Regions from separate parts of the Mus musculus genome. Here all the other regions are linked to region 6. Evidence: chromatin contacts called from public ChIA-PET, Hi-C, HiChIP or PLAC-seq and promoter capture Hi-C data. All regions are on one chromosome and are shown on one strand. The core of a region is the stretch at or near the end of the contact, and the rest is flanking DNA. Distances in the headings are between cores, read along the strand shown.

Region 1 (3,906 bases), core at 725-3,224, 720 kb after region 6:
CGAAGTCCCAGGATGCTGGCGCCGAGACCGGCGGGGAGGCACAAGGAGGAGAAGCGCTGGCTCCAGGGTGCTGCTCGGTGGGTATCTCGCCGCTTTTCCACATCTTCTTGAACTTGGATCGGCGGTTCTGGAACCAGATTTTGACCTTTGTAGAAAAAAAGGAAAAGCCCTGAGCTTTAGTACAGGAACCTGGGCAGGAGGTTGGTGGAGTGGAGACGGCGGGCGAGCAGACCTGGGCTCTGGGCCTCCGCTGCTTCTAGCTACATTGGGGGGATCTCAAAATGCTGATGGATGAGCTCTAAGTATGTGACCAAGGTTCTGGGTAGTGCGGTGTCAGGTCAGTTATGGAACCCGCTTTAGCAGCAGCGAGTGGAAAGGCGTTGTAGTGTGGGATTTCTGTCCACCCGGGTCATTTTCTTTCCTCCCATGCGGCTGCCCCCTTTGAAAAAAATTTCTTATTTTGTTTGTTTGTTTGTTTTAAGCATTGGGCCTAGAAGTTTACTTTGCCCGGAATAAAAAAGCACAGGTGAAAATATACTTTTGAAAAGTTGTTCCGGACGTGCCCGCTTCCTAGAGAAAGCAGGCCATCTCCCACCTTGCTCACCTGAGTTTGGGTGAGGCCCAGGGACGCCGCCAGCTCGGCTCGCTCTGGCAGGGCCAGATACTGGGTCTTCTGGAAGCGTCGTTGAAGGGCCGCCAGCTGGAAACTGGAGTAGATGGTGCGTGGTTTCCGGACTTTCTTTGGCTTCCCGTTCACTATTCGGATTTCAGGCTCAAGGTCTTCCTTGTCTGCAACGAAAAGTGAGTGGTGAGCACCCACCGTCCAACCCCGCGGTCCTAAAGTTCGGAGCGGAGGCCTTTAGAGACTTGAGGAGGCCTTCCCAACTTCAGCACGCGCCGACTGGCCTGGCCACGGAACCCTGCAAGGGACCCGGGGGAGCTGTGCAAGAGAGAAAGAAGAGGCGGGCAGCAAAGCTATGCGCTACCCACAGCATGCCAACTGGCCCAACCGCCCACCGACTCTGTCCCCCGGAGCGTGGAGAGGCAGAAACTGCGATTCGCGTGCAGTTGGAGATTGGGCAGAGTTCAGGGCGGGAGCAAGAGATGCACAGAGTGCAAGGCTAGAGCTCCGGACTGCCCCCCACCCCATGCTTACCCGGTCCCTCCCCGTGACTTGGGCACCCTAGATGCTTGCGATGCTTACCCGGCTCGTTGTTGACCGGAGACGAACTGGTGCCGTAGGGCGCGTAGGAGGTGTACGCGGCGGTGTAGCCCAGGTCGTAGCTGCTTTTGGCGGAGTAGGAGACATTGTTGAGGCCGCTGGCGTGGTACTGGTAGGAGCCCATGTGCGCGTAGGGCGAGGCCCCCCCGCCGCCGCCGCCCGCCGGGTGCTGCTGGTTGGTGTAGTAGCTGCTGTCCGTAGCCGTGGACACCGGGAGGGTTGGCGACTCCTGGGGCTTGTGCAGGCTGCTGTTGCTGCTGCTGCTGTTGCTGTTGCCGCCAGGGCCGGCGCCCGCACCGCTCGGGGGCTGCTGGTGCTGGTGGTACGTGCTGGAGGCGGTGATCTGGGTCGAGTGCATATCAGCCACCAGACTGTCAAAGACTCCAGTCATCCTGACCCGGGACAGGAAAGAGCACGGGTGGCGGGCGAGAGGGGGATGCGAGGCGCCTCCTCTGTCTATCTCTCCGGGTCCCTTCCAGCAACCAATGTAATTACGGGGAGGGGGAGGGAGAGGAAAACAAGAAATGAGGCTACGGTCTAGGCGCCTCCTCCCCTGGAGGAGGCGATCACCGTGCGTGGCTCGGGACCGCAGCTGCTGGCCGCATCCTTCCCGGGCCTCTCGGACCTCTCGGCTCCTGGCCCGGCTCGGGCGGGGGGCGGGCAATGGAGGGGGCAAGAGCGGTCAGACCCGGTAGGGGCTCCAGGAGGCGGGAGCAGGTGAGCGACCCCCGAGCAGCTTTACGATTGTCTGCCGGGCAGGCTCCTGCAGGGTGGGCATTTAACACTTATCACGTGACCGCGGGCAACGTCACCTAGCAACAGCCAATCAGAAGGAATGAGCCGCGGGGCGCCGGGAGTCCGCGACCGGGCGGCCCCGGGACCCGCGTGTCACGTGGCGGGCAAGGCGGCCGCGGTGGGTGCGTGTACAAGCACTGCAGAAAGTGGGTACCCGATCTGGAGCTGGATAGGGTGCGGGATGGCCCGCAACAGGACATAAGGCTCCGGGAAAGAAATGGGGTCTCCCACCTTACTCTGCTTTCAAGAGCCAAGTCTAACGATTTACATCTCTTGTCCAACTTCGCCTTAATCAAATAAAGCCAGGAAGAGGGCCGAGCCAGCTCTGTCTCCTTTTTCTCCAGATACTTTTCCTCGAGGTGCCTGGCTCGCACTACTCTTGTCAGCCACTTTGCACCTGACGGGCAATTGATTTAAATTATCCATAAACCGCGTATAATAACCTATGCTTCCCAAACTACCCACAGAGATATTACGACAATTAATTGGATAATGTTTAACGTTTTTCCTTTTTGCTTGAGAGAAGAGCTCTATAAGCCCAAAGGTATTATTACTAGTAATGTATTTGAAATCACTTTTCCTCATACACATAAAGGTCTCTAGTAATGACGCACATCTGAGCCACTAGCTGGAAACTGATTCTGAGGTTCCCTCCTTGGGAAAGGTAGGCCAGACTAGACAGCCTTCAAAGTCGTTTGCATTGGTGTTTTTATGAAAAGGGGAATGAAAAAAAAAAAGAGATACTGAAGTAATATTAGAGATTTATCAAGATTCATTATCACACGTTTTCTTGATATAAACAATAAATATAAGAAGTTTTATTTTGTCTACTTTATTTTACATTTTCGTGTTCTAGGATCTTACTCCACTGTTGTAATTTCTTTCTCTAGGTTTCTTTCTTTATTTTTATTTTTCTTCTTTCTTTCTTTCTTTCTTTCTTTCTTTCTTTCTTTCTTTCTTTCTTTCTTTCTTTCTTTCTTTCTTCCTTCCTTCCTTCCTCTCTCTCTCTCTCTCTCTCTCTTTCTTTCTTTCTTTCTTTCTTTCTTTCTTTCTTTCTTTCTTTCTTTCTTTCTTTCTTTCTTTCTTTCTTTCTTTCTTTCTTTCTTTCTTTTCCAAGTGATGAGTTCCCCTCTCTGGTGGTTGGGATTTTCAAAAGAAGGGTGATGGATGGACTCAGCGCAGTGATGGACTCTCAAGTTTGAAGATTGCGGTAGCGCCTGCTTTGTGGCGCCACCTGGTGGACAGTGTAGGAGGTTGTTACAGGCCTGGTAGACAGTCTAATCACGCCCAGGCGCCAGCCTCTGAAACCCCCCAAAAGAACAAAATAGTAATTAAAAGCCACAAAATTGTGCTAGTGCGCGCCATCTGAAGCATCCCTTCCTAAAGACATAACATGTCACTGAAAGAACTTGTTACAACAACTGCCTAATGGAAAACAAGTTGATACTTTAAAAAATACGATCTTTGGTCTTCCCCAGAAAAAGCAAGTGTGTAATTAAAACTCCAGCATTCACACAGCGGAATAATGAGGCAGGTAATGCGCCTTCCAGTCTGCCTGGATTTAGTTCTCAGCCACTTGGCTAAGGAAGGCCTAGAGAATGGGGAAGAATGAGTTTTATTAGAAACGCTCCCTGGTGGGACTCGCCTGCACCAGACCAGACCCTCCCTACTGTATTGACTTTAAACTGCTTCCTGCCCCTTTTATGTGCATCAACGGTATCTCAAGGTTTTTAATCCAGATTGCCTTTTAGCGACTCGATTTCAAGTCCCTGTGCTCTGACACCACACGAGTAGCTGTTTTGCCCTAATAAAAGGAAAAAAACCAATCAAAATTAAAATTAAAAATCAGAATCAGAATTAAAAATCTGATTGCGCTTTCTCTGCCCCTT
Region 2 (3,701 bases), core at 235-2,734, 630 kb after region 6:
CCATTCATAGCTGACAATTGACAGAGCTACTGAGGGGATGAGGGTGGTCAGTTTTCTCCAGGGTTTCTGCCCCTGAAAGGATCCCCGTGCTCCAGTAGATGGCCCTACATTCATGTGCATACTGGCAGTAGATGGACTCAGTGTGTTAAAATAAAAGCACATGAAGTTGAAAGGGAAATGTGGTGGAAGGGATGAGCAGGAGTTGGAGGAGAAGGATGGGGGCGCGTGGTGGTGCTGGGAGTGTATTAGACAAAAACACATTCTATGTGTGTATGATATTCTCAAACAAAAAGAATACCCTTGGATTAAGTGTTCTCCGATTTGAGGTTTGTGATGAGTTGAACTCTGCCTCCTGAGGTTAAAGGTGTGCCAGTTGAGCATGTGGACTCTTTTATTTTTTATTTTATATATGTAGTACAGTGTAGCTATCTTCAGACACACAAGAGGAGGGCATCAGGTTCTATTAAAGATGGTTGTGAGCCACCATGTGGTTGCTGGGAATTGAACTCAGGAAGAGTCCTAAGTGTTCTTAACCGCCGAGCCATCTCTCCAGCCCGCATGTGGATTCTTTAAAATCAATGAGAAGACATCCACATATTCACAAGGAATCCTTATCGATCTCGACTGCATTCAAAGTCCAGAAACTGCTACACTACAGTTTGGGTTCTTTCACCATACACATCTTGGGGTATCATGGTCTGTGTTGAGCACAGGAAGCTACCAAGATGGATAACACCTGGTCCATGAGCGTCTGGACTCCACCGCAAAACAAGGGCAAGAGGCACAGAACCTGGTGAAATCGGGCAACAGTATCATCGAAGGTACAGCGGCTGCCTCACTTGCCTTGACATAGGGGCTATGCAAGCTGACATGCGTCATTCTTTAAATATCTAATTTAGGGATAACAGCAGTTAATACTGCCAAGCAGGAAGTGTCATCAGGGAAGGAGAAATCCTGTGAAGATACCCACAGGGCCACATAGGTGTCCCAACTATTCTATTCTGGAGTCTCTGCTGAGTAATTAATATTCTAACATTGCAAAGGGAAGCTGATCAAACTGATCCAACTTTTTCAACTAGTTGCCTGGAAATGATTTGTAACCGAATGAAAGGCGATGAAAGTGCTTTGTTGCACACTAAATTGTGTTTGTTTGTTTGTTTTTTTTTTCCTCTCGCCCAACTTCACGTATCCATGCACCAAAATGGTGATTCTATAAATACTGGAGGCTACACTTACATGACGACTTTCTTCCATCCCTGATGGGTCTGGAAGCTCAGAGAGAGAACTGCGGCCGGAGCCAGCCTCTCCTGGTGGAAGCGAGCTGGCCGCAGACGGAGCTGCTGGCCTCGACACCAGAGGCACTCGCTAGCCCGGGCTCCTGCAAGCCAGCTCACGCGCGCGCGCGCACTCGCCTCCCACTGCTTCAGCGCTTCTGGGCTTTGAGAGCGCGGCTACTCCAGTGGGCGGAGCTGCGAGGCTCTCTTGGCCACGTGACCGGAGCCAACATGGCGGCGCCCATCGGCGTCCCCCTGCTCGTCCGTGGAGGTAAGCGATCGGCATACGACCGCTCCAGGGCTACGCGCCCAGAGACACGTCCGCGCGTGGGCTTGGTACGCACGTGCGTACTTTCAGTCGGACCCGCGTATACCATACACGTTGGCACGCTGCAGAAACAGACACACGTTTGTCCTCTTCTTACCATGTTGCTTGAGTGCTTAGTTCTTGAGATTTGTGGGTCGTTACCTGAAGTTTTCTTCCCTCTCTTTACTTGTGTGGTTAGTGTTGCAGACGTATCTACCAGCGACGACGGTGAAATGCGCCGGAACACTCGGTTTAGAGCTGTTGGATTGGCATGCCTTTTTGAGAAACTTGTAAAAGGTGATGACAGTCATGATGACTTAGGAGAGCTAACGATGTCAGGGGCATTCCAAACAGATGCGTTTCCGGCGAATCGTTGTTGAATTAGTACTAGGTTCGGATTCTTTGCTAGCAAGAACTCAAAAATAGGTTCAAGAAGGACGAAAAAAAAAAAAAGGAACACCAACGACTTTAGATACAATTTAAGTGCCAGGCACATAGGAACGGTTTTAGGAGGTAAATATTTTCAGAGCAATACTCAGCACGTATTATATACCTTCCGAGCCATCTCACCAGTCCAGCTTAACTTAATACAATCCCCTTTTGTGAAGTCAGATACCAACTTATTTGTGTGTATCTAAGGGTGTGTAAAAAAGTTTGACGTTGACATGGAATGGTGTCCACAAAAATATATTATTTGGAATATTTGGAAAAAGCAAGTTGTAGGACATTAAAATTACATATATTTGTTTGTCTGGTGTATGCTCAAACAGGTGCCAAGGTGTGCATACAAAGGTCACAGGGTCATAGGAGAACTTGTGGGAGTTCTCCCATTATCTGTTTTTCAGACCATGAGGCTTGGTTCAGGCTTTACCCACTGAACCATCTCACCAGCCCAGTTTAGCTCAATACAGCCCCCCCTTTGTGAAATCAGATACTCATATATTTGTGTAGTTATATTTGTGTGTATATGTGTATCTAATATAATACATACAGAGAATGACATACACGATTCACGGCTTTGTGAAATAAAATATTCAGTTTTTATGAAATGCCCATATTTTCCAAAGCACTCAAAATATAGTGCTACATATCTTAGAGGTTTTTGGCAAAGATGACTCTGGTCATTCTGTGTGTACCCAGAACTTCTCATCACTTGAATGATCTTGTACATTTAATACAACTTGTTCATGTGAAGATTAGATTTTCTTTTTTTAGCCTTTGAAATGTTCTTCATAGGAGAAATTTCAAACACACAACAGAGCGGCAAACTCTGCATACACATTGTCTGCTCACAAATCATGTGTGTAGAGACACTCACTTCTCCACCCCAGCCACAGTGCCTCCCACGATGGTATTATTTTAAAGGATGTCCTAGGTATATCACTTTATTTGTAGATTCTTTTGCCTATGTATCTCTGAAAACTGTGCCTAGGGAGTATAGCTCAGTGGTTAGCACCCATAAGCCTTGGTTTGGGGTTCCCCTGCTCCATAAGAGGAGAAAGAAAGAAAAAAAGGAAGGAAGGAAGGAACAAAGAAGGAAGAAAAGAAAGACAGAAAGACTGAGAATCCTACTCATTGTCTTGTATATTGTACTTATTTTTAGAATTTCTATTTAGCTATTTATTTGTTTTAAGACAGAATCTCCTGTAGCCTTGAACTCCTGGTCCTTCCGCCTCTACCACCGTGTGTTGAGATTAGTGGTGTAAACCACCCGTCATACTGGGCATTTCTCTGTCAGTTTCTCTGTTCAGATTTCCCAGTCATGCTCTTGTAACAATTGTTACATTTTATTTTATGAGACAGGGTCTTGTGTAGGGCGGGCTTGAATTCCTGGTCCTTCTGCCATTTCCAAGCATGTGCTGCCACACCCAGTAAACATAACAACTTTTTAAAAAAAGATTTATTTTTTATTTATGTGCATGCATGTAATCCATCTTGAGTTTACGTGCACCACATATGTGCAGGTACCTGAGGAGGCCAGAGGGAGTCATATCCCCTGGAACTGAAATTATAGGCAGTTGTGAGCCATAAGATACAGGTTATGAGAATCCAACTGGCCAGATCCTCTGGAAGAGCAGTAAGTGCTTTTAACCACGGAACCATCTCTCTAGCCCCGTAAC
Region 3 (3,884 bases), core at 810-3,309, 960 kb after region 6:
ACTTGAGTGGAATCTGATGGATCTGGGACATATGCGCAGGGTTTGGCTGTTCAGCACAGCTTTCTTAACCAGTTCAGAAGTATTTCAGCAACATGGCAGCTACATCACTGGCTCCTGGCTGAGAACTACCTTGCGATTAAATGTTTAAATGTCAACTTGAGGATTGAAATCAAGAAGGTAACAATGACCTTGAGGTTCCTTATGTCCAACCATCATCAATTGGACCTGTCTTTCAGGGATAGTGGTTGCCATACATGAAAGAAGAAAACGGTTGTGAGTGACACCCACTAAAAATCACACTGCTGATATTTTCTACCTCACTAGACAGTCATTTCTAACAGTTTCTCAATGTCCTTCAGAAGCGCTTGTTCAAACCGTGTGATCTTCAAGATCTCGTGTGCATTTAGATCCATTATACCTCACCCAGGGCAAGATGTGAGATTACTAGTTGTTTGGGAAGTGGCACATCTGCTGGGGACTCACTCTGGCAGCTGCTGCCACCTGTGAAGACCACACGTGATATTCACATAGCTTCTCTGAGTAGCTCCAGCTGTTCTCTTGGTACAGATGTAGAAGGACGCTTTGGGTCTCCCTTGGGACTGCACCCTGCTTCTATTTCCTATGCATGCCTGTTAGGTTCCATGGAAAGGCCCTTTCCAGCATCAGGAGTGTACAGCCCACTGTGATTGTTACCCAGCTCTGGGCAGTTGGTCCTGACTTGTATAGAGAGTTGGCTCAACACAACTAGAGGGAGCACACCACTAAGCAGTTTTTATCCATGGTCTCTGCTCCAGGTTCCCGTCCTGAGTTCTATTATCTGGAAATGTAAGATAAAACAAACTCTTTTCTCCTCAGGTGGCTTTTGGTTAAAATATTAAATTACATCGATAGGAGACAGGGTAGAACAAGGCCCGTTCAGTAAGTTACTGAAAACCAAGACCCTATGCACAACATACATGTTTTTAAGAAGAAAATCGATTATATTAACATATGTCAAAATGTTAACATTTTTTTCTATAGTAATAAATTGCTTCTTTATTGACATACATCGAGATCTAGCAGAGTAGCTACCTAATAACAACTGTAATTTGAAACATCTGCAACAACCAACTTTTCTGGATAAAACAGTATTTTCTACTGATAATTGGGTTGTTGGTACAGTCTCCTGCCTTTGTGGTTTACTGTCTACATTCATAAGAGAAAACATGCTAATCTAAATGTCAGAGGATAATAAAAAATGGTTCACTAAAATGTATATTGTTTGTTCTCAACCAAGTTCTGAGCGTCCCTGAAGCAAGTTTTTCTATCCTAAAATAAACATGCCTCAAAAGCCAACACCTCGCTGGAAAGCCCCACCCTATGCCCGCGAGACTCAAGCCTTCAAGCCACCCACACGGACCTCTAGCTGTCTCTATCTATGCAGTTCTAACTAGACTAGGAAACTTAGGGTAAGAAAAGGGGACAATAGCTAAACTCCAGGGCCCAAGATAGAAGGACTCAGTGTTCCCTACCTAGAGATCTTCCCACAAAAATCTGAGTTGACTTTTTTCTTTTCTTTTCTTTTCTTTTCTTTTCTTTTCTTTTCTTTTCTTTCTTTCTTTTTTTTTTTTTTAAAAAAAAAACCAAAACTCATCAGCACAGAGAAGCCCGCTTCCTAGGCCTGAATGAAACAGTGTGTTTTTAAGTAGCACAGCAACGTTTTCGACGTTTGGGTCCCTGGGGAGCCAGCGAGTATGCAACATCAAGCCAACCCCAAGAGCTGGGCATACTTAGGCGCGTCTTGAACCCTTGGAGAACGGATGTCTTTGCAAGTCAGCCCTATGAGGCCCGCAGTTCAGTGACAGGTAGAAAAAAAGCCTGGCTAGTCTTGCCAAGCTCCGGGACGCTTCCGGGCAGGTGGCGGGAAGGTGGGAGGGCTGCGGCGGGTGCGCCGCTGCGGGGCGGGGCCGGCAGGGAAGGTGCGTGTGGCGGGCGGGGCCTCGGGAGGGGCGGGGCGGGGCGGGGCGGGGCCGGAGTCCCGGTCACTCGATAAAACGCTTGAGAGTCTCCAGAGAACAACGGGCTCATTGAGCAGCAGCTAGCTGCGGGCGTGGGGGAGCGGCCGCACAGTGAGCGTGAGCCGGCCGGGGGTGGGGCCGCGCGCAGGGGCGACCGAGGCCAAGTGGCCGCAGCGGCGCGCCAGGCAGCCCGGCCCCGGCCCCGAGCCCGCGCGCACAGAGGCCGCAGCAGCTCCGCGGGTCCCTCCCACCGCGCGCGCCCATGGCGGTCGCGGGCCAGTTGTGCCTGCTCTACCTGTCCGCGGGGCTTCTAGCCCGGCTGGGTACAGCCTTCAACCTGGACACCCGCGAGGACAACGTGATCCGGAAATCGGGGGATCCCGGGAGCCTCTTCGGCTTCTCGCTCGCCATGCACTGGCAGTTGCAGCCGGAGGACAAGCGGCTGTGAGTTCCCCGACTCTTCCCATCCCCACCGGGGCGCCGCGCTGCGCCAGGGAGAACGAGGGCGCGCCCTGCTGCCGCCCGTCCCGCGTGCCCAGAGCCTATCCGTGGGCTAGCCCAGCTCGGCTCTGCTCTGCCCTGGCCTTCCCTACCTTGCCCTGCCCTGCCCTGCCCTGCCCGCTCGCACTTCTTCGGCCCAAGACTTGAGAGATCCGGGCCCGCCGCGCCCTGCACACGGCGCCTCCCGGGAGTGAGGAGAGCCGAAGGGACAAACCCCGGGCCCGGCCCCGGGATACTTGACTTTCCCCCTCCCCTGAAGTGCTTTCCGCGGTTCTCCACTTCGGGCTTAGTTTGCAGGGACCCCGGCAGGTGGCACGCTTTGCTGAGCTTCACGTGTGCACTAGGGACAGTGATGGGACACAGGGTTGCGGGAAGTCTTCCAGGGAAATGCAGGCCTTTCTCCAACTCTCCGACCGTCCGGTCCCCTCCCTCGTTCGCGCGCCGCGTGGAAGTTGGGAAGCCACTTTTCGCTGTCCCGTATGACTTTCCCTGCAGAGTGGGCTCTCCTGCAGGAGATACTTTAACATGCTTCTTAAAAAGCACCTGTTCCTCAGGACTAGCTCAGCTGTGAAAACAGGCTTCTTCGAGTCGGTGTGCTAGCTCCCCCTCCCAGCTCCCTGATAGATCAGCAGCACTCAAGGATCCTCCGGCCCCAGTGCTGGGTGGGCCTCACGGAGGAGTTAGAGCAAAGTGCCCCTTCTAGGAGGGACTTAGAAAAGAAGGTTCGGAAGTGACAGTCATCCTCCCAAGTGTTTCTTCCAGGAGAAAGCGACTGGCTCTGCCTTTTAAACAGTGTTGGCTCCCACATGACCCAGTTCTTTGATTGGGGAAGATTTTCTGGAGCTTAGTCGCCCAGTCGCAGTGGGGTTAAATTCTTGATCCATGCTCATTCCCACAACAAAAGGTCCTCCTCCCCGCCCAGGTCTTGAGTTGAACCCAGGTCCTTCCAGGACCAGCAGACCGGAGAGAACAGAGTGCAGCCAAGGGGAAAGGAGAGGCCAGAATTATTTTAAACTGGAGAAAACTCCCTTTTCGGATATTTAACAACTTTGGGGTTTGTGCATATTGTGGACTTCAAAATCTTAAGGTCAGATTTTTCTGATACCACCTGCTAGGTGAAGCAGAAGTCTATTGTGGGTGGGATAGTCCCGGGCAGGGAGGGGGTCTGACTCTGCAGGCGTGGCATTCTCCCGAAAATAATTGTTGGTCAGCTGTAAATCTGAAGTGAGAGGGTTTGTTTGTTTGTTTGTCAACTCAAGAGGATGACATTTCAAATCTCAAACACTATTCGAGAAACACATACATTTACCCATGGAGGATTTGAACTTAGTATAGAAGTGACTGTGGGCCAACAGAGGGAAAACATTCTTTGCCTTTATTTAGCAT
Region 4 (4,139 bases), core at 293-2,792, 700 kb after region 6:
CACAGCCTCATGCCTTTAATCAGAAGAGGAAATCTTTAGGCAGGAGCTGCTGCTGAAGGAGAGAGAGAGAGAGAGAGAGAGAGAGAGAGAGAGAGAGAGAGAGAGAGAGAGAGAGAGAGAGAGAATGAGAATGAATCCCCTGTACTCATATCTGTAACGACATCACCGATGTAATTTGTTTTGAATGTTCATTTTTATTGGTGTTCCCTCTGCCAAAATGTGCTTGATTACAGAGGTCTCCCTGTGATCACTGTGCACTCCAGATAGGGGAAGGTGCCGCGGCGCAGGTTCAGCTCAGGCCAGATCAAATCCCCGGGCTGTTTAACGCTGAAAGGCTGCATGTTGCTATTAGTGTTAAATATATGGCTAATTATGCGTATGAAAATTAAACATCAGTGTTATGCTAATGGGGCGCCTTCAGCTGCGGATCTGAGCACTTGAGACTACCATTTAATCAAATGAATCAGTAACTAATACGTGTGCACGTGTGAACTTTCACAAGATCATTTCCCCCGGTCCCCGTCACACCGCTAAATTATGAAAGAAATAATTATCAACACTTTCTAATTACCTAACAAAGTAATTTGGGATTCATCGTGGGGCTGGCGGGATTGGGAACCAACAGTCCCTAGCAACCAGCGTAGTTTGCGCCACGCGAGGTGGTGTGTGGTAGTAGTGGGGGGGTGGAGTGCGAGAGAATCTTTTGTGCACTTTTCAACACTTGCACCCAGATGGTAGACAGCGCGCTTTGGCAGCTCTTTCCTTCACCAGCTTCCCCACCTCACCCCCGGGCCCGGAGGCTCCAGCTTTGGCCACTGGAGGTGAGGAAGAGATCGGGCGACAGAGAGGGGCATATCTAAACACAAATATTCAAGCCTACCACTGATCAGGATTTGCTGAGGGTGTCGGTGTCTCCCTAGGACTCCCAAACCCCAAGTACTCTGGCCAGACCCCAGGAGGTCGGAAAATGACCACCTGGCAGGAGTTCGATGCACCAGCCACCAGGCGACTGCGGGCCCTCAGGACTCCACGCTGAGCCGCGCCCTCGGGGCGAGTGAGCCCGGGGCTCGTGGCTCAGGGGGAGTGGAGAGGGGAGGGGGAGGCAGGAAGGTTGGGAGGGAAAGGAGGGGGGAGGCGGTGCGGCCGCCTTTCCTGGGTGGAGAAGCGTGGGTTCCTGGCTCTCCACGCGCACTGCTTTGATCAGACCCGTGCAGCCTCGAGCTGGAGTGGCCAGCTGGGCCTGGAGAGATGCGAGCAAGCCCCTGGGAACGGTGGCAACGGCGGGGCGGCGGCCGAGTGAGTGAGTTGGGCCAGAGGGCCCCCAAACCCAGATCCCCGGGATGTGGCCGAGAGAACCCCAACCTGGGAGGCGCGGCCTGGAGCGCGCTGAGCTAGGCACAAGACGCTCAGAAGGACCGCTGGCTGCAGGCTACCTGGGTTGTCGCCCAGTGCGCGACTCCGCGATCCAGAGACCGCGGCCGGACTCTGGAGCGGCGCTCCGCACCGGACTAGGTGACCTCAAGAAGAAGTGGTCCGGGGTCCCAGGCGTTGGGGGCGGGCGAAGGGTGGGGACAGCAAGGGGGAGGGCGACGGCAGGGCGCGGCTGGTTGGTTTCTGGGGCGGGAAGCGCGCGAGGGAGGCGGGAGGCTGGAGTCGCGCGCCTTCGAGGTTCCTGCGCGGACGCCGCAGCCCATTGTGCGTCCCGCTCCGCGCGCTCTGTTGCAGAGGAGCCCCGGCCGGGACGTGTGGACCGGATTCTCCCCAGGCCGGGCCGCGTCGCCCGCTCTAGTCCAGCCGAGCCCGAGCTTCTCGGACCAATCCCCGGTGATTATGCAAGAGAGCCGACCAATCAGCTCCACCAGCTCATGAATATTTATGACCTTGGCTGAGTCAAAGCTTTGAACCGAGTTTGGGGAGCTCGGCAGCATCATGCTTAGACTTTTCAAAGAGACAAACTCCATTTTCTTATGAATGGAAAGTGAAAACCCCTGTTCCGCTTAAATTGGGTTCCTTCCTGTCCTGAGAAACATAGAGACCCCCAAAAGGGAAGCAGAGGAGAGAAAGACCCACACCCAGACCCCGCGAGAAGAGATGACCATGACCACCATGCCAGAAAGTCTCAACAGCCCCGTGTCGGGCAAGGCTGTGTTTATGGAGTTTGGGCCGCCCAACCAGCAAATGTCTCCTTCTCCCATGTCCCACGGGCACTACTCCATGCACTGTTTACACTCGGCGGGCCATTCGCAGCCCGACGGTGCCTACAGTTCGGCCTCATCCTTCTCCCGACCGCTGGGCTACCCCTACGTCAACTCGGTCAGCAGCCACGCGTCCAGCCCCTACATCAGTTCCGTGCAGTCCTACCCCGGCAGCGCCAGCCTCGCCCAGAGCCGCCTGGAGGACCCAGGTACGTGCGCTTGCCAGGGACAAGGAGAGAAGGGAAGGAGAATAGGAGAGAGGGGGAGAAGGGGAGGGGGAAAGAGAAAAGACAAGAGAGTGTGGGGTAGAGAGGTGGGTGGGGGTGGGGAAAGCGCGGAAGTAGTAGAGGTTTCGGATATCAATCTGTGGATCCTTGTCACTGAAAAGAAAAAAATTATAAGTCAATTCAATTTACAACTGTCCAGCAAAGGATAAATCCGAGCGCGTCTCCTGGCACTGGCTGGGCCTCTGGGCCGCTCGGTGCGCCGAGCACACAATGCCCTGCTGGAAAACAGAAACCCACATGTGCACGTATTAGTCTCGGTAATTATTTATTGCGTAGCGCTATAAACAATGTATGCAATTAAGGGTAATTAAACCTCAACTACCGCCTGCAAAAAATAGCAAACTTTCTCTGCAAAGGCAATAGCTGCGCTCTTGGGAACGACCCAATTCTGTCTGCAGCAGCCAGGGACGTGCGCTCGGACCTTGAGGGACCTTCGCAGTCTTTCAGGGTTTCTTGAACGTTCTTTTCCGGACCCTACTTCTGCCAACCCATCCATAGACATTCATTCTCGTCCCTCCTCACTAAAGGCAGTGCAGCATTAACAAGGGTCTCTGCTTCTGTTGTCCCTCCAGGGGCGGACTCCGAGAAGAGTACGGTGGTGGAAGGCGGCGAGGTGCGCTTTAACGGCAAAGGGAAAAAGATCCGTAAACCCAGGACAATTTATTCCAGTTTGCAGTTGCAGGCTTTGAACCGGAGGTTCCAACAAACTCAGTACTTAGCTCTGCCTGAGAGGGCGGAGCTGGCGGCCTCCTTGGGACTCACACAGACGCAGGTACCTGGCCGCTCTGCCAAACAAGCCTCGGGAGCTGGGCTCCAGCCCCAGGCTTCACATTTTTTGTTCGCTGGGCCTCTGGTTCTAGGTGTCACAGTCCGCCCCCCAACCCGTGTGTGTGTGTGTGTGTGTGTGTGTGTGTGTGTATCCACCTCTGACTTTCAGCGTCTCCTCTTCCTCCCTCAAACTGTTTGCCCTAGCTCGGACCCTACTCTCTGACCTGCAGGCTACCTGGTCTTCTGACCAGGCAGGGAACTGGAAGGATTTCCCCAGACGTTTTGTTTGGAGGTTCTGAGGTCACACGTGCCTGAACAACTGGAACAATAGAAGGGGGATTTAATCTTCCTTAGCCTTTAAAGTGTGCCACTAATCACTCAGGTCCTGGGCCTAAGCCTGCTTCCCCCACCTCCTTCTTCTTGCGAGGTGGCAGAGGCAGATCCTTCCCTCTGGCCCTTCACTTCCCAAGTTCCAGATCCTTAAGAAGAAGGGGGAAAAAAAAAGTGAGATTTTTCTTTTTTCTTCCTGCACTTCTCTAAGACCCTGGGCAGTTCCTAGGCATTCGAACGAGGGCCAGTCTGTCTCTAGATTTAGGTTGGAGCTGGGGAAAGCAAATACACCGTTGGGGGTGGGGGGGAGAATTGGTTTGAGTCTAAAGAGTTTAACAAAGACGCTGTAGCCTCTTCCAATAGTCCTACGAGGAAAGGAGATCTAATTTTAACAAATGCCCCCGCCCCCCACCCCGTTCCTATCTAGGTTTTAAATTTTCTTTATTGTTATTGCATTGTGCTGCATGAGGTCTTCCATAAACGTCGCCCAGGTGGCATCGTCTCATTTGCAAGCCAAGGCCTGGCTCTCCCCTGTTCTCTTATTCCCGGCTCTGATAGC
Region 5 (3,791 bases), core at 87-2,586, 560 kb after region 6:
CTGACCCATTGTCCTTGCCTCGGGCCAGACAGGTGGCCAGACAGGTGGCGGGCCGGCTTCGGAGGCCTGGACTTGCCTGGACTTGCCCAGGTCTTGGTAAGAGATTTAGGCCTAACCTCCTTAACTGCCAATTTGAAGCCTGTCATGGAGTCAGCCTAGCCTTCTCAAGCGCTGGTATTAGAACCTTGCTAGGCAGAGACCCAACAGTTCTCCAGGAGTCCCTCAGGTCTTCACAGGCAGATTGGGCTGAGGCTCCTAGCTTTGAGGACTGACCACCAGGTTTTCAGCATTTGCTGTGAGACAACCACTGTCTGGCCTCTCCAAGTGTACCACATAAGCCAAGGTGGTAAGTCATCTTTTAATATATGTTCATTCCATTGGTTCCTTCTTTTCTAGAGAGACCCGATATACCAAAGATCAACTTTCCATACGGCATGCATCATTTTAAAGCGTATCAGCAAATGTGTTGACACCAGGGAGTCTGGTATTTGAATACCATCGTAGAGGTAAATAGCAAATTATCCTCTGGGAGAAAAAAAAAAATCCAAAAGCAACTAAATAATAAGGCCCATGATTAAAAATGGGTAGTATCCTATGATTAGTTCAAGCCACTAGGACCTCATACAAGTCCAACTAAATCAAGCCACTTGAGGTAGTGTTAGTAACCACTTTTAGTGAGCTAAATGGTTGTCCAGAAAACTTAAGAGCAAAAGCAGGTATATTTCTAAATTTTACTTTTAATAGTTGTGCACGCTAGCATGTAATCAGAGCACAGCTTTCGGGAGTCTTCCATTTTGGGTCCCTGAGTTCTTTAATATGGCACTATTTTTCAATTTGGGAGCACAAAGAAAGTCTATAATGGGTTAGTGGCAGAGCCTTATGTCTACCATAAGTATGACTCTGAATTGGTCACCCAGCTCCAAAATACGAATAAAATTCAGAGGAACCTTTTAAAATGGGTTATGGCAAAGTTGAATCAAAAAGTTTAAAAACTTCGAAATGAAACCCCCACAGAAAAACTTGCGTTCGGGCCAAAAGATGGGAAGGACAATCGCCTTAAGCTGTTTGAGAATTCACATTAATTTCTAAGCAAGTCTCTAGTGGCCAGCAAGCCGCACAGGCTGGGACGCCGAAGACATGGGGTGAGGGCATCCTCACGTGCGGTGGCTAGGCAACCGCGGGCGCCTTCTCACGGTGCTAGCCCCGCCTCCTGAGGCACTTCCGCCGCCGCGCGCCTGGACCTTCTCCCTCTCATTGGTTCGTGGCTCGCCGAGGATGGGCGGGGGAAACGCGTAAGTCCTTGCGGTCACTTCCGGCCCGGGAGCGCGCGGGTTGATTTGTCCTTCCTCAGCTGCGGGCGCTCGGAGCTCGGAAATGGCGGGTAAGTTCCCGGGAAAAGTTTAGCAAGGGGAGGAGGCGGGTGCTTCTGGGGAAGAACGTTGAGGCGGCCGTGACAGTGGCCGCCTGGAACTTTCGGGCTCTAGCAGAGGTTCCAGAAGGCCTCTCCCTTCCGCGAGGCACTGAGGGTCGGGGACTGGCTCCCGGTGGGCCGCGCTCGGCGCCACCGCCCCCGGTGCTGACGCTCGGCGCCTCCCGTGGGCCTCCCGGGCCTTGAGCTCAGGCAAGGCGCTCAGTTTGGTCTGGTGGAGCGCGGTCTGCCTCGGAGCCTTTCACCCCCTCGTTCCCCTTTGCTCACTGTCGCCCTAATGTAACCCATTAGGTCCAGTTCCCGCCAGCTGATCCTCTCCAGGGCCCTGCCCACCTCCCTCCCAGCCAACTTCTGAGCGAGCGCGGTGCTGCTGCCCTGCCCTGGTTCAGGGCACACTCAGGGTCTCATAACCCTTCAGGATTCCTGAGATCATTGTTTTTTTAGATGTCCTTTGAGAAAGTCGTTTTTACACTGCCCAACTTGTCACTTAGAATGGAACTTCTGTGCTGTGTGTAGTAGAATCCTCTTGCTGTGCTTTATTCGTTTCTAGCCTTGGAGAAATTTCTGGTGGAGTATAAGAGTGCCGTGGAGAAGAAACTAGCAGAGTACAAGTGTAACACCAACACAGCAATCGAGCTGAAACTAGGTGCGTATTTCCTTTCAGAGGAGTTCTGTGTGTGCAGCCCTGTATTTAACAGAGCCTTTAAAATAGGAAACACAGCTTGAGGTTAAGACGATTACGTAACAGGTACTTTCTGCGTTGACTGGACATGGAGATTTTAGGCAGTTCTCTAAGTTCATGCGGTAGAAGGGGTAGGGGAAAGATAGTGATAAGAAAGTGAAAGATAGTGTGGCAGAAAGTATATGTGATCTCATCTTAAAAATTGCAAATACACCAGGCAGTGGTGCCGCATGCCTTTAATCCCAGCACTTGGGAGGCAGAGGCAGGCGGATTTCTGAGTTCGAGGCCAGCCTTGGTCTACAGAGTGAGTTCTAGGACAGCCAGAGCTATACAGAGAAACCCTGTCTCGGGGGAAAAAATTGCAAATGGGGGATGGAGAGATGGCTCAGCTGTTAAGATCATTGACTGTTTTTCCAGAGGTCCTGAGTTCAAATCCCAGCAACCACATGGTGGCTTACAACCATCTGTAATGAGATCTGATGCTCTCTTCTGGTGCTCGTACTTACATATAATCATTCAATCAATCAATCTTCAGGCCCCAGGGAGCAGGACTGGTAAGAGCACTGACTGTTCTTCCGGAGGTCTTGAGTTCAAATCCTAGAAACTACATGGTGACTCACAAACATCTATGATGAGATCGGATGCCCTCTTCTGGTGTGTCTGAAGACAGCTACAGTGTACTTAGATATAATAAATAAATCTTTTTAAAAAAAATTGCAAATATGATAATAACAGCTGTTGGTTAGGATGTGGAAATTCATGGGTTGCTGGTATTATATCTAAAATGATATAACAACTTTGGTTTGGAAAAAAAATTTAAATGTATTTTATGTTCATAAGTGCTTTCTCTATCTTCATGAATACCAGAAGAGGACATCAGATTCCCACCATGTGTTTGCTGGGAATTGAACTCAGGACCTCTGGAAGAGACCAGTGCTCTTTTTTTTTTTTTTTTAAAGATTTATTTATTTATTATATGTAAGTACACTGTAGCTGTCTTCAGACACTCCAGAAGAGGGCGTCAGATCTTGTTACAGATGGTTGTGAGTCACCATGTGGTTGCTGGGATTTGAACTCCGGACCTTCGGAAGAGCAGTCGGGTGCTCTTATCAACTGAGCCATCTCACCAGCCCTAGTTTAAAAAAAAAAACAAACATAAATTAGCTACGTGAGCCAGCCCTTTTATTAGGTGTCTGTTCAAGGGAAGTGAAGATGTTCATTTATACATGAATACTTAAAAGTGAGTTATTTACAATAGCCAAAAAGTGTAAACAACTCATAAAGCAGTTGGTAAACAGATAAAGTATGCCATAGTTATTCAGTGGAATATTGTCTGACAATAGAAGTTCTGATACCTGTCACACAATGTGGAGAAATCTGAAAAACATGCTAAGTAAAAGAAGGCAGGCAAAACCAGTATAGTGTGTCCATTTGTTTAAAATGTTCAGAAAGGACATCTGCAAAGACAGACGGTAGAGAATCATTACCCCAGGCTAAATGTAGGCTCCTGACTGTCCTGGAACTTACTCTGTAAACCAGGCTGGTCTTGTATTTCCCTTAGTGATGGACCTGAAATCATAAGCCATTTAAATCCTTGACAGAGTTGCTTTTAGTCAGTGTTTTATCACAGCGCCAGAAATGAAACTAGAACCAATGCAACTAATCCAGTGATTGTGACAA
Region 6 (4,047 bases), core at 1,493-3,992:
CCTCAGCACTAGGCATGCATATGGTATGTACATAAGTGCAGACAAAAGAGTTCACAAACATACATGTACCTAAACATCATCTGAACTTAACTTCTTTTCTGTGATTGCAAGTTAATTTGGCTCAGGTTTTCAAGAAACAAAGTTTAGACTCGTCCTGATACAGTCACTCAATGTTTCCAATCAAATCCCACCAGCATTTCCTATGTTTCTTACTAGCCCTCCCTTGAAATCAAAAGGTTCTTAAATTTAATCAGTTTATGCAGCGTATTAACATATATACCTTCAAAAGGTACTAAACACCTGTAACAAAAAAGGGGACTCTACTCAATGATAAACTTCTCCATCTTGATCCTTGGGGGGCTTCCAACAGATAATTTTATCATTCCTCTGGCAATGGTAAAATTTAAAGACATGGTGCCAAGCCTCAAAATGAATAGGGGTGGAGGACGGTTAACAGTTTTAATTTACATGGTTAATAAAAAATAAATGACCTAATAATTATGAGGGCTGGGGTGTAGCCCTGTAATACAGCAGTGGTCCACTATAAGACTCAAGGGGAAAGGAGAAAAGGATGGAAACTTTGTTGTCAAGTGTAACTCACAAGACTATATCCCAGAATTTCAAGTATTAACTAAGACTCACTATTTTAGGTTAACAACAAAAAACAAAACCCATTTAAAAAAAAAAAAAAAAAAAAAAGCTGCTGAGGGAGGGGAGCAGGATTTCTGGTTATTTGGAAGTTTGAATTAAGTTATTCCAACCATTCAGAACATTTCATCATCAGGAAGGGTGCAGAACGGCACACCTAAGACGGTCAGCTAGGGCTGACCTTCCTTAGAAACTCCATCTGAATTTGGTGCCTGCCAAATTCCCAGGACTGATAACAGAAGTCAACTGTTAAACCAACACCATGTATTCAGCAGATTATCACATACGGGTCCTGGCTCATAGTAATGGCTCAATAAACACTTGAGAAATCAATGAGGAATTATTTTTCAAAGGTATAGTACTCTAGAAACCACGATAATCTTTCAAAACTCATACTACCATTAGACATCGTAATGAAACTACAAAGTGGAAACAAGCAAGCTACAAGCACCAACTGCCCTATTTACAACACACACTTTAAATTTTAAACTTACAAATTTTCAAGCTTATACATGTACATAAACTTTCAAGAACAGAAGGAAAAACTCAGATTATTAATTTAAGTCATTCAATAAATAAGCTCTTATTTCTTTTAATGAAAAATCAGTGTCAGGGTGAGATGAAAGGGGAAAATGTCTGTCAACGTATTCGGCATGTTTAATGGATGCCATAAATCAAATCTTCCCATGAATTTTCTAGAGCATATTCACGTCAATCTTTGAGCCTATTGTCACTTTCACACATGCTCACGGGAACAAAATGACAAAGAATGCTATGCCTCAACCACTGGATCCGGGCAAGAAACATTTGATTAGCAATTACCAAAGCTATGGATAATAAATATAGACATATTTTCAAAATACAATAATCCGAACGACTCATAAACCGAAGCTCTGAATTTCTTTACAAGGCTTACTAGACTGCTGGACTTTCAAACGTTTTCTTCTTTTTTTTAAAGGTGCTGATAATCTCCTTGTGCGAGACAACCGGGAGCGAACAGCCCATTTACCGATTGCTAACGAATACGACTTCGCATTTTCCAGACAAAAGGGCGTTAAAAGAGATCCGATGCAAATTTATTCTTCCCTGGTAAAGGAGTGTTCTCCCGAATTCCATTTTATGGAGTATACTTAAAGTTAAAGGCAGCAAGTTCATTTTTTAGTCAAAAGCACTAGGTGCCTTACTAGCTGTGTGACTGCTACATCTGGTGGCAGAACACTTGCATGCAAGGAGCCAGAAAACTTAGAAAACAATTGTAACCGATCTCAGTGCGTGTTTTGCAGAAACCTTCAAGCAGGAATTTCCACCAAAAAAAAAAAAAAAAAAGCCCACCACCCTTGGGCAGAAAGGAACACGAGCGTACTTGCAACCCACGAGCATAACGTTCAAACATGCAGGAGCCGATGGCGAAGGAAGGAAAGTTGCAACCATCTGGGGGGGGGGGGGGGGTGGCACGAGCAGCCTTGCCCACGAGTCGGTCTGCCGTTGGGATCGCTCTAGGGGCCGCGATGGGGATCCGACTCGGATCCGAGGCAGCCCAGAGCATGCGGGAGGCGGGCGAGGGGCATCTTAACCGGTCCCGGCGGCCCGGCTTGCGGCGCGGGGACCGCCTCTATGGGAGGAGTGCGGGCTAGGGGAGGGGGCTCGCGCGCCGAGGCTGCACCGCGAGGGCAAACCCACCCGAGCCCCGAGGCCAGGAGGCTCAGGGAGCCAGGGCAGGCCTCCCGCCCGCGAACCGCCACCCCCCACCCCAGCCCGGGGTCCGCGCGGGCCGAGGGAGCCCGCGGGAGGGCGCGGCGGCGCTTACCTTCCCTGGGCCTCCCGGATGGCGGCGTGTGATTCAGCAGGGACCTGGCCGCCGCCGCCGAGCCCGGGGTTGGAGACGTGGAGAGCCGGGACCAAGATGGCGGCCCCTCCAAACTTCCACTGCTACTTTGGACACTCATCAAGCTACTTTCTGGGAGCCCGACTCCCCCCCTGCGACGGCGGCGGCACCGGCACCCGCCTCCGTCATGGCGGGGGCCGCGCTGAGGGCGAGCGCGGGCGCGAGGGCTGGGAGGGGAGCGCCGCGCCGCCGAGGGAGCGCGCCGGGCGGAGGGCGGGCGGGGAGGGTAGCGCCGAGGGGAGGCGAGTGGCCGGGGCCGCGGGGCCGGGGCCGGAGCGCGGGCGGAGCGCGGGCCGCGCCGACCGAGGCCACTTCCGCGGGCGGAACCTGCCGGCACCTCTGCAGTGCGTCGGGCCCCGGCGTCGCCCGGGCGGTGGCGGGCGGTGGGTGGCGGCTGAGGCGGCGGGGTAACCTCTGCATCAGTTACGGGCGGCGGCGGCGGCGGCGTCACGCGCCGCCAATGCAAACACTATCGCGAGGCTCCTGCGCCTCCGGTAGCAGCGGCGGCGGCGGCGGCCGCGGGGCCGGCAGGGGGGAGGGGGGAGGGCCCTGCCCGGGCGGGGCGAGGGCGGGGAGGGCGCGAGCGCGCTGGGAGGCGCGGGGCCCGCGGCGCGGCGCGGAGCGGCGAGTCGCGTGCGCGGAGCCGGCCGGAGGGAGGCGCGCCCCCGCTGCCACCTGCCTCCCCCTCGCCGCGGCGCGCCTGCTCCGAAGCGCGCCCCACACCCAGCCTGCCCGAGACGCCTCTGCTCTCGCCTGGCTCCGGAGTCTCAAAATGGAACTGAAAAGTTGAGAGTTGCTTCTTGCCCTTCAGGAGAAAAAGAAGAAAGAGAAGAAGGAGAAGAAGGAGAAAGAAAGAAAGAAAGAAAGAAAGAAAGAAAGAAAGAAAGAAAGAAAGAAAGAAAGAAAGAAAGAAAGAAAGAAAGAAAGAAAAAGAAAGAAAGAGCAGTGTGCACTTATCCATCTGCAAAACAGGAGTAGTCACGGAATTAAAAAAAAAAGAACCTAAGAAAATAAAACTTTCCTTAAAACAATCTACCAAAAGAATTGAGAAACCCTACCGGTGGGGTAGCCTGAGTGTGTGGTATAGCTGTTTGTTCTTTGTTTTCACAGAAGTGGAAAATCTAAATAGAAAATGTTGACTACTGAATTCACAGTAAAAAACACAAAAAACAAAAAAACTATAGTGTTCATCTTGAAGAAGGTATAGTTTCTAGAAATTTCCAGTTTCTGGTGCCGCTGTTGAGTATTGACGACGAATTCCCAAAACAAATTACAGCATTTGCTAAAATTTATAGATAGAGCATAGCTTTCTGCACACCCACGTACACACACCAGCGATTGGCCATCTTGTTCATAAAAGAGCAAGTCTGGTAGTCCAGGAAAAATACGACAAGGTTACTGCTCTCTTTAAACCAAATTGAATAGAACACTAAAATGATTATGCTATAGAGCAACTGTGCAGGCATAAGGAAATGACATGATTACCAGGGGGACCAAAATGTCATTTCTATTTT
Region 7 (3,957 bases), core at 252-2,751, 990 kb after region 6:
GTGACTGTATATAAAGCTGATTCCAAGTGAGATTAAGAGCCTTTTTGCTAATCTCTGAACCAGGGTAACTGTGAGAAATGGGTCCCCAATGGTTGCTGAGTGTTGGGGTGACTTTATTCATCTGTTTCTGGGACCTGCCGTTGTATTGGATTAGCTCGCAGTATAGCCTTGAAATGCAGAGTGGTGCAACAGGCGCCCTCTGCTGGCAGGCCATTCCCTTTTGTAGCCACCCACTCCTGCAGCCGGTGTGGATCCTCTTCCCTCCCTCCCAGAAGGTATCTGAAATGGAAACAGGATGCTTAAGAAGCCGTGTGGGCAGAGTCTGGGGTAGGCACCCTTTCAACTGGCATTATCCTTTATAGATGTATGCCTCTTAACATTGTCTTTATGCCTGACAACCTGGCTCCTTCCTTTATTCTATGCAGTCCGCCACTTCCTTCTCTGTCCAATGCCTGTGCCCCACCGGGGATGGAGGAGAGAAGGGTTGGAGAAAGCCCTTGGCTCTGAAGACCTGTGGCTGTGCATGGAGTAACCTCCACAGTCTGTTATTGTTTAAACGTGTGTGTGTGTGTGTGTGTGTGTGTGTGTGTGTGCGTGCGTGCGCGAGAGAGAGAGAGAGAGAGAGAGAGAGAGAGAGAGAGAGCCCGCGTGCACGCCCCCCCCCCCCCCCCCGCCCGCGGAAGCCAGAAAAGGGCTTTGGAGTTATAGGCATTAGACTTGATGATGCTGGACTCCGAACTTTGCTCCTCTGGGAAAGAACAGGCAGGTGCACTAACCACTGAGTCATCCCTCCAGCCTCTGCACAGCTTGTTCATGTTGCTGGAAACCTTTGAAGTGCCTATCCCATGTAGGGACCCAGAAAGGCTCAAGAGATGGCTGCATCCTTAGGCTCTGCGGGCCTCCTCTCCTACCTCTCTCCCCTGAGCCTGTCTTCTCACCAGGCTGTCTGTCCATCTTCAACTCCACTTACCAAATCACCAGACTCCAGTCTCCTACGGCGGCTATCTCAGTGCTTCTTAACTTGTGGGTCGTGACCCCTTCAGGGGTCAAACAACCCTTTCTTTCACTAGGTTCAAATATCAGATATTTACATTATGTTTCATAACAGTAGCAGAATTACAGTTATGAAGTAGCAACAAAGATAATGTTATGGTTGGGGGTCACCATAACATGAGGAACCGTACTAAAGGGTGGTGGCATTAGGAGTGTTGAGACCCACTGCTCTAGCTCCTCCCTTGGAAGCAAAGCCAGTCTTGCCTGTTCTCTGCTGTCCCTCCTAGGTCTCTTCTGCTGTCATTTCCTGGTAGCACTCTCTCTACAAAGCACTTGCCCTCTCCCTCCCAGTCCTTTTCTGAGCTAGCTACTTCTGGATCAGGTGGAGCCACACTGGAGTTTTAGGAGATGGAAGCTACCTGGGAGGCCGTCCCTTATGCATCCTGGGGCAGTACTTGTTGAAGCAGTAATTGGCTGTAGGAGGAGCTTGGTAAACAGGAAGTAGCCTGCCACCCTTAGCAGCCTCCTTGGGTGTGTGTAAGAGGAAGTGGTTAGAGGAGGGAAAGCTGTCTAGGCTGTCGGAGCTGCCCTTTGAGTCTCCTCTTGGCAGTTGGTTACCTTTACCCACCATTGGGCCTGGGTTCTTTTTCCCTTCGCCTGCTGGGAGTCAGACTTAAATCTGTCAGTATGCCAGTGGTTTTTATTTCAGTGTGTCATTGTTATAGGCTGGCTTTTGTGCTAAACGTTTTAGTTGTTCAGTTTTGTTTCTTGGGGAGCATTCATTACGCAGGGACAGGGACACTGTTTCTAGGTAATCTTTGTCCTGCCTGGCACCTGGCTGTGAGGTCCAGAGGCCTCATAATTAATCTCTGTCAAGGCCTCGATTTCCTATCAAATGGGAGGGTGCAGGCTCCTTAGCTTCTGTTTACTCATGGTTCAGCTCATTGTTTGTTTCTCTAGCCACCCCAGCACAGGGTCCATCCCACATCTGCCAAGCATCAAAACCCATTCTCTGCACATTCTAGGCCACCTCGTCTCTCAGGTATTGTGAGCTCCTGCAGGGACAGTGTTACTTGGATACCTGGTGGGCCTATGCAGACCCCTGCACCCTGGCTTCTCTATACCCCCTATTGATTGATAAATTTGGGGACCCGGGGGGCAATTGCTTCCCTAAGTCTCCACTTCAGTTCCGTTGCTTTGGTGTGTGCGGGTTCATCATTTCCAATGTAGACTTGGAACTAGAAGTGGGCAGTGCGAACTGCCTCAGGTGAGGAGATGGGTTATCTGTCTGGTAGGAAGGGCAGCCACTGTCCCCATGGAAGCCATCGTCATGCTCCTGTTTCTCCTGGGCAGATGTGATCCCCTTCCCCCTGTTGCACCTGCAGCAGCATAGCCGTTAGTGTATTTACTTTTTAACTGGGATCCATCCCAGCAAGGAAGAGGTAGTGGGGATGTTAGCTAGAGTTGGTTTTTGTTGTTCATTTTGCACCTGACCCTGCAGGCTTCCCAGTGCACTTTGCTGATGTTAGCTAGCGTTGGTTTTTGTTGTTCCTTTTGCACCTGACCCTGCAGGCTTCCCAGTGCACTTTGCTCCCTTCAGAGGGTTTATTGTTTGTTCCCAGCTGGCTTTCCATCTCCAGCCCATACCTCAAAGCTCTGGTTTCCACTTCTCTGTGTGGTCCGGTGTGTGTTCTTTCTTTCTGTCTCTTGTATTGTTTGTTTCTTACCCTAGAGGTTGTAAACCACGTGACCAGCCAGCCCCTCTGCTAATGAAGTGAAAGCTCTCCGCTGCCTGCCGATCATGAGTTGGGATTAGGAGCCACTCCTTGGGGAAAGTCTGGGGTGGAGAGAAGAGGAATGTCCCACCCACAGCTGCCACTTCATTTCTCAGCCTTTGTGGGAGACTGGTTGATATGGGGGAGCTTGTATCATGTACCCATGAGACAGAACATCACGTGTTGCACTTTAAATAGATGGAGATTCTCCTTGTCAACTATATCCTCAATAGAGCTGAAGAAAAAGAAAAAGGGAAGAGATTAATTGTGACATGGGCAAGAGTTGGATTCTTAATCTGTAGATACAGTGTTGCAAAGCTAGGTGTAGTCAAAGTGTTCCCTGGAGGATACCTGTCTTAGTCAGGGTTTCTATTCCTGCCCAAAACATTACGACCAAGAAGCAAGTTGGGGAGGAAAGGGTTTATTCGGCTTACACTTCCATACTGCTGTTGATCACCAAGGAAGTCAGGACTGGAACTCAAGCAGGTCAGGAAGCAGGAGCTGATGCAGAGGCCATGGAGGGATGTTCCTTCCTGGCTTGCTTCCCCTGGTTTATTCTGCCTGCTCTCTTATAGAACCCAAGACTACCAGCCCAGAGATGGCACCACCCACAAGGGGCCTTTCCCCCTTGATCACTAATTGAGAAAATGCCTTACAGCTGGATCTTATGGAGGCATTTCCTCAAGGGAAGCTCCTTTCTCTGTGATAACTCCAGCTTGTGTCAAGTTGACACACAAAACCAGCCAGTACAGTACCTGGGGGGGGGGGGGGGGGGGGGGAGGCAGCGTTGGAAACAGATGTGTACCTACTAGATAGAACATGATGGCTGCTTCCCACCTAGAGTTGAGAGAGAAAACTGTTCTGTGAGTCACATGGTCTATGCTTGTTCTATGAAGAGTGTCTTCCGATACCAGCATTGCGCCCAGCTACCTGCCAGTTCTGTAAGGGACAGGCTCACTCTCCTCTGTTTGACACCAGGTGTCATTCCGTCTCAGCTGTGAGACCTGTGCCCCGGAAGCCTCTATCTTTGTTCTCTTCCACTCCTCAGCAGCTGTGGGACTCGTGGGCTGCAGGGCAGAGAATGATGCCCACAGCTCTGGCTAGACTTTAAAATATGCAACATTCAAGTCCCTAAGTTCTTTCTGTTTTGTCACCAGGTTGCTTGTGGGGGCACCTCGGGCAGAAGCAC

What was found. Promoter capture Hi-C pulls out the DNA fragments that hold promoters and counts their contacts. A called contact is a pair of places that touch in the nucleus more often than the background predicts. ChIA-PET counts read pairs in DNA pulled down with a chosen protein or histone mark. HiChIP or PLAC-seq counts read pairs in DNA pulled down with a chosen protein or histone mark. Capture Hi-C pulls out chosen DNA fragments and counts their contacts.
Region 1: a contact with region 6 is called in an RNA polymerase II ChIA-PET map of memory CD8 T cells, with 13 read pairs. The contact joins the promoter of Dlx2 here to the promoter of Tlk1 in region 6. A contact is called at or near these places in 3 of 39 promoter capture datasets (the HPC-7 cell line, neutrophils and pre-B cells) and 2 of 115 datasets of contacts at active chromatin or transcription factors (memory CD8 T cells and pro-B cells).
Region 2: a promoter capture Hi-C map of the C10 cell line shows a contact between it and region 6. The contact joins the promoter of Metap1d here to the promoter of Tlk1 in region 6. A contact is called at or near these places in 5 of 39 promoter capture datasets (the C10 cell line, cranial neural crest, erythroid cells and 2 more) and 1 of 115 datasets of contacts at active chromatin or transcription factors (bone marrow-derived macrophages).
Region 3: an H3K4me3 HiChIP or PLAC-seq map of bone marrow-derived macrophages shows a contact between it and region 6, with 8 times the contacts expected there. The contact joins the promoter of Itga6 here to the promoter of Tlk1 in region 6. A contact is called at or near these places in 2 of 39 promoter capture datasets (3T3-L1-derived adipocytes and pre-B cells) and 1 of 115 datasets of contacts at active chromatin or transcription factors (bone marrow-derived macrophages).
Region 4: a promoter capture Hi-C map of adipose tissue shows a contact between it and region 6, with 4 times the contacts expected there. The contact joins the promoter of Dlx1 here to the promoter of Tlk1 in region 6. A contact is called at or near these places in 2 of 39 promoter capture datasets (neutrophils and pre-B cells), 1 of 484 Hi-C or Micro-C datasets (embryonic stem cells) and 1 of 9 other capture datasets (adipose tissue).
Region 5: a contact with region 6 is called in a Hi-C map of B cells, with 10 read pairs. The contact joins the promoter of Hat1 here to the promoter of Tlk1 in region 6. A contact is called at or near these places in 3 of 39 promoter capture datasets (the C10 cell line, erythroid cells and pre-B cells), 2 of 484 Hi-C or Micro-C datasets (B cells and cardiomyocytes) and 3 of 115 datasets of contacts at active chromatin or transcription factors (effector CD8 T cells, large pre-B cells and memory CD8 T cells).
Region 7: a contact with region 6 is called in a promoter capture Hi-C map of pre-B cells, with 5 times the contacts expected there. The contact joins the enhancer-like site here to the promoter of Tlk1 in region 6. A contact is called at or near these places in 5 of 39 promoter capture datasets (the 3T3-L1 cell line, the HPC-7 cell line, hippocampal neurons and 1 more), 3 of 115 datasets of contacts at active chromatin or transcription factors (bone marrow-derived macrophages, embryonic limb bud and large pre-B cells) and 1 of 9 other capture datasets (liver).

What each region holds. Positions count from the first base shown.
Region 1 is chr2:71,544,780-71,548,685 of GRCm38.p6, forward strand. It overlaps Dlx2 (distal-less homeobox 2), which reads right to left and starts at 1,975. Exons shown (of 3, transcript NM_010054.2): 1 at 1,205-1,975; 2 at 605-789; 3 at 1-145. The coding sequence starts at 1,613.
Region 2 is chr2:71,451,854-71,455,554 of GRCm38.p6, forward strand. It overlaps Metap1d (methionyl aminopeptidase type 1D (mitochondrial)), which reads left to right and starts at 1,485. Exons shown (of 10, transcript NM_025633.3): 1 at 1,485-1,545. The coding sequence starts at 1,506.
Region 3 is chr2:71,784,880-71,788,763 of GRCm38.p6, forward strand. Itga6 (integrin alpha 6) reads left to right here and starts at 2,060. Exons shown (of 26, transcript NM_008397.4): 1 at 2,060-2,441. The coding sequence starts at 2,260.
Region 4 is chr2:71,527,903-71,532,041 of GRCm38.p6, forward strand. It overlaps Dlx1 (distal-less homeobox 1), which reads left to right and starts at 1,543. Exons shown (of 3, transcript NM_010053.2): 1 at 1,543-2,404; 2 at 3,055-3,254. The coding sequence starts at 2,092. It also overlaps Dlx1as.
Region 5 is chr2:71,387,924-71,391,714 of GRCm38.p6, forward strand. Hat1 (histone aminotransferase 1) reads left to right here and starts at 1,337. Exons shown (of 11, transcript NM_026115.4): 1 at 1,337-1,381; 2 at 1,980-2,075. The coding sequence starts at 1,375.
Region 6 is chr2:70,822,738-70,826,784 of GRCm38.p6, forward strand. Tlk1 (tousled-like kinase 1) reads right to left here and starts at 2,743. Exons shown (of 20, transcript NM_172664.3): 1 at 2,456-2,743. The coding sequence starts at 2,594.
Region 7 is chr2:71,812,705-71,816,661 of GRCm38.p6, forward strand. Itga6 (integrin alpha 6) reads left to right here. Exons shown (of 26, transcript NM_008397.4): 2 at 3,926-3,957. Among named protein-coding and RNA genes, the nearest start is that of Itga6, 28 kb to the left of the region's middle. Within about 2 kb of position 1,502, at least 203 of the 459 cell types and tissues checked have an H3K27ac peak or open chromatin away from gene starts, as enhancers often do. A contact at or near this core is called in the HPC-7 cell line, bone marrow-derived macrophages, liver and 1 more, where this site is marked.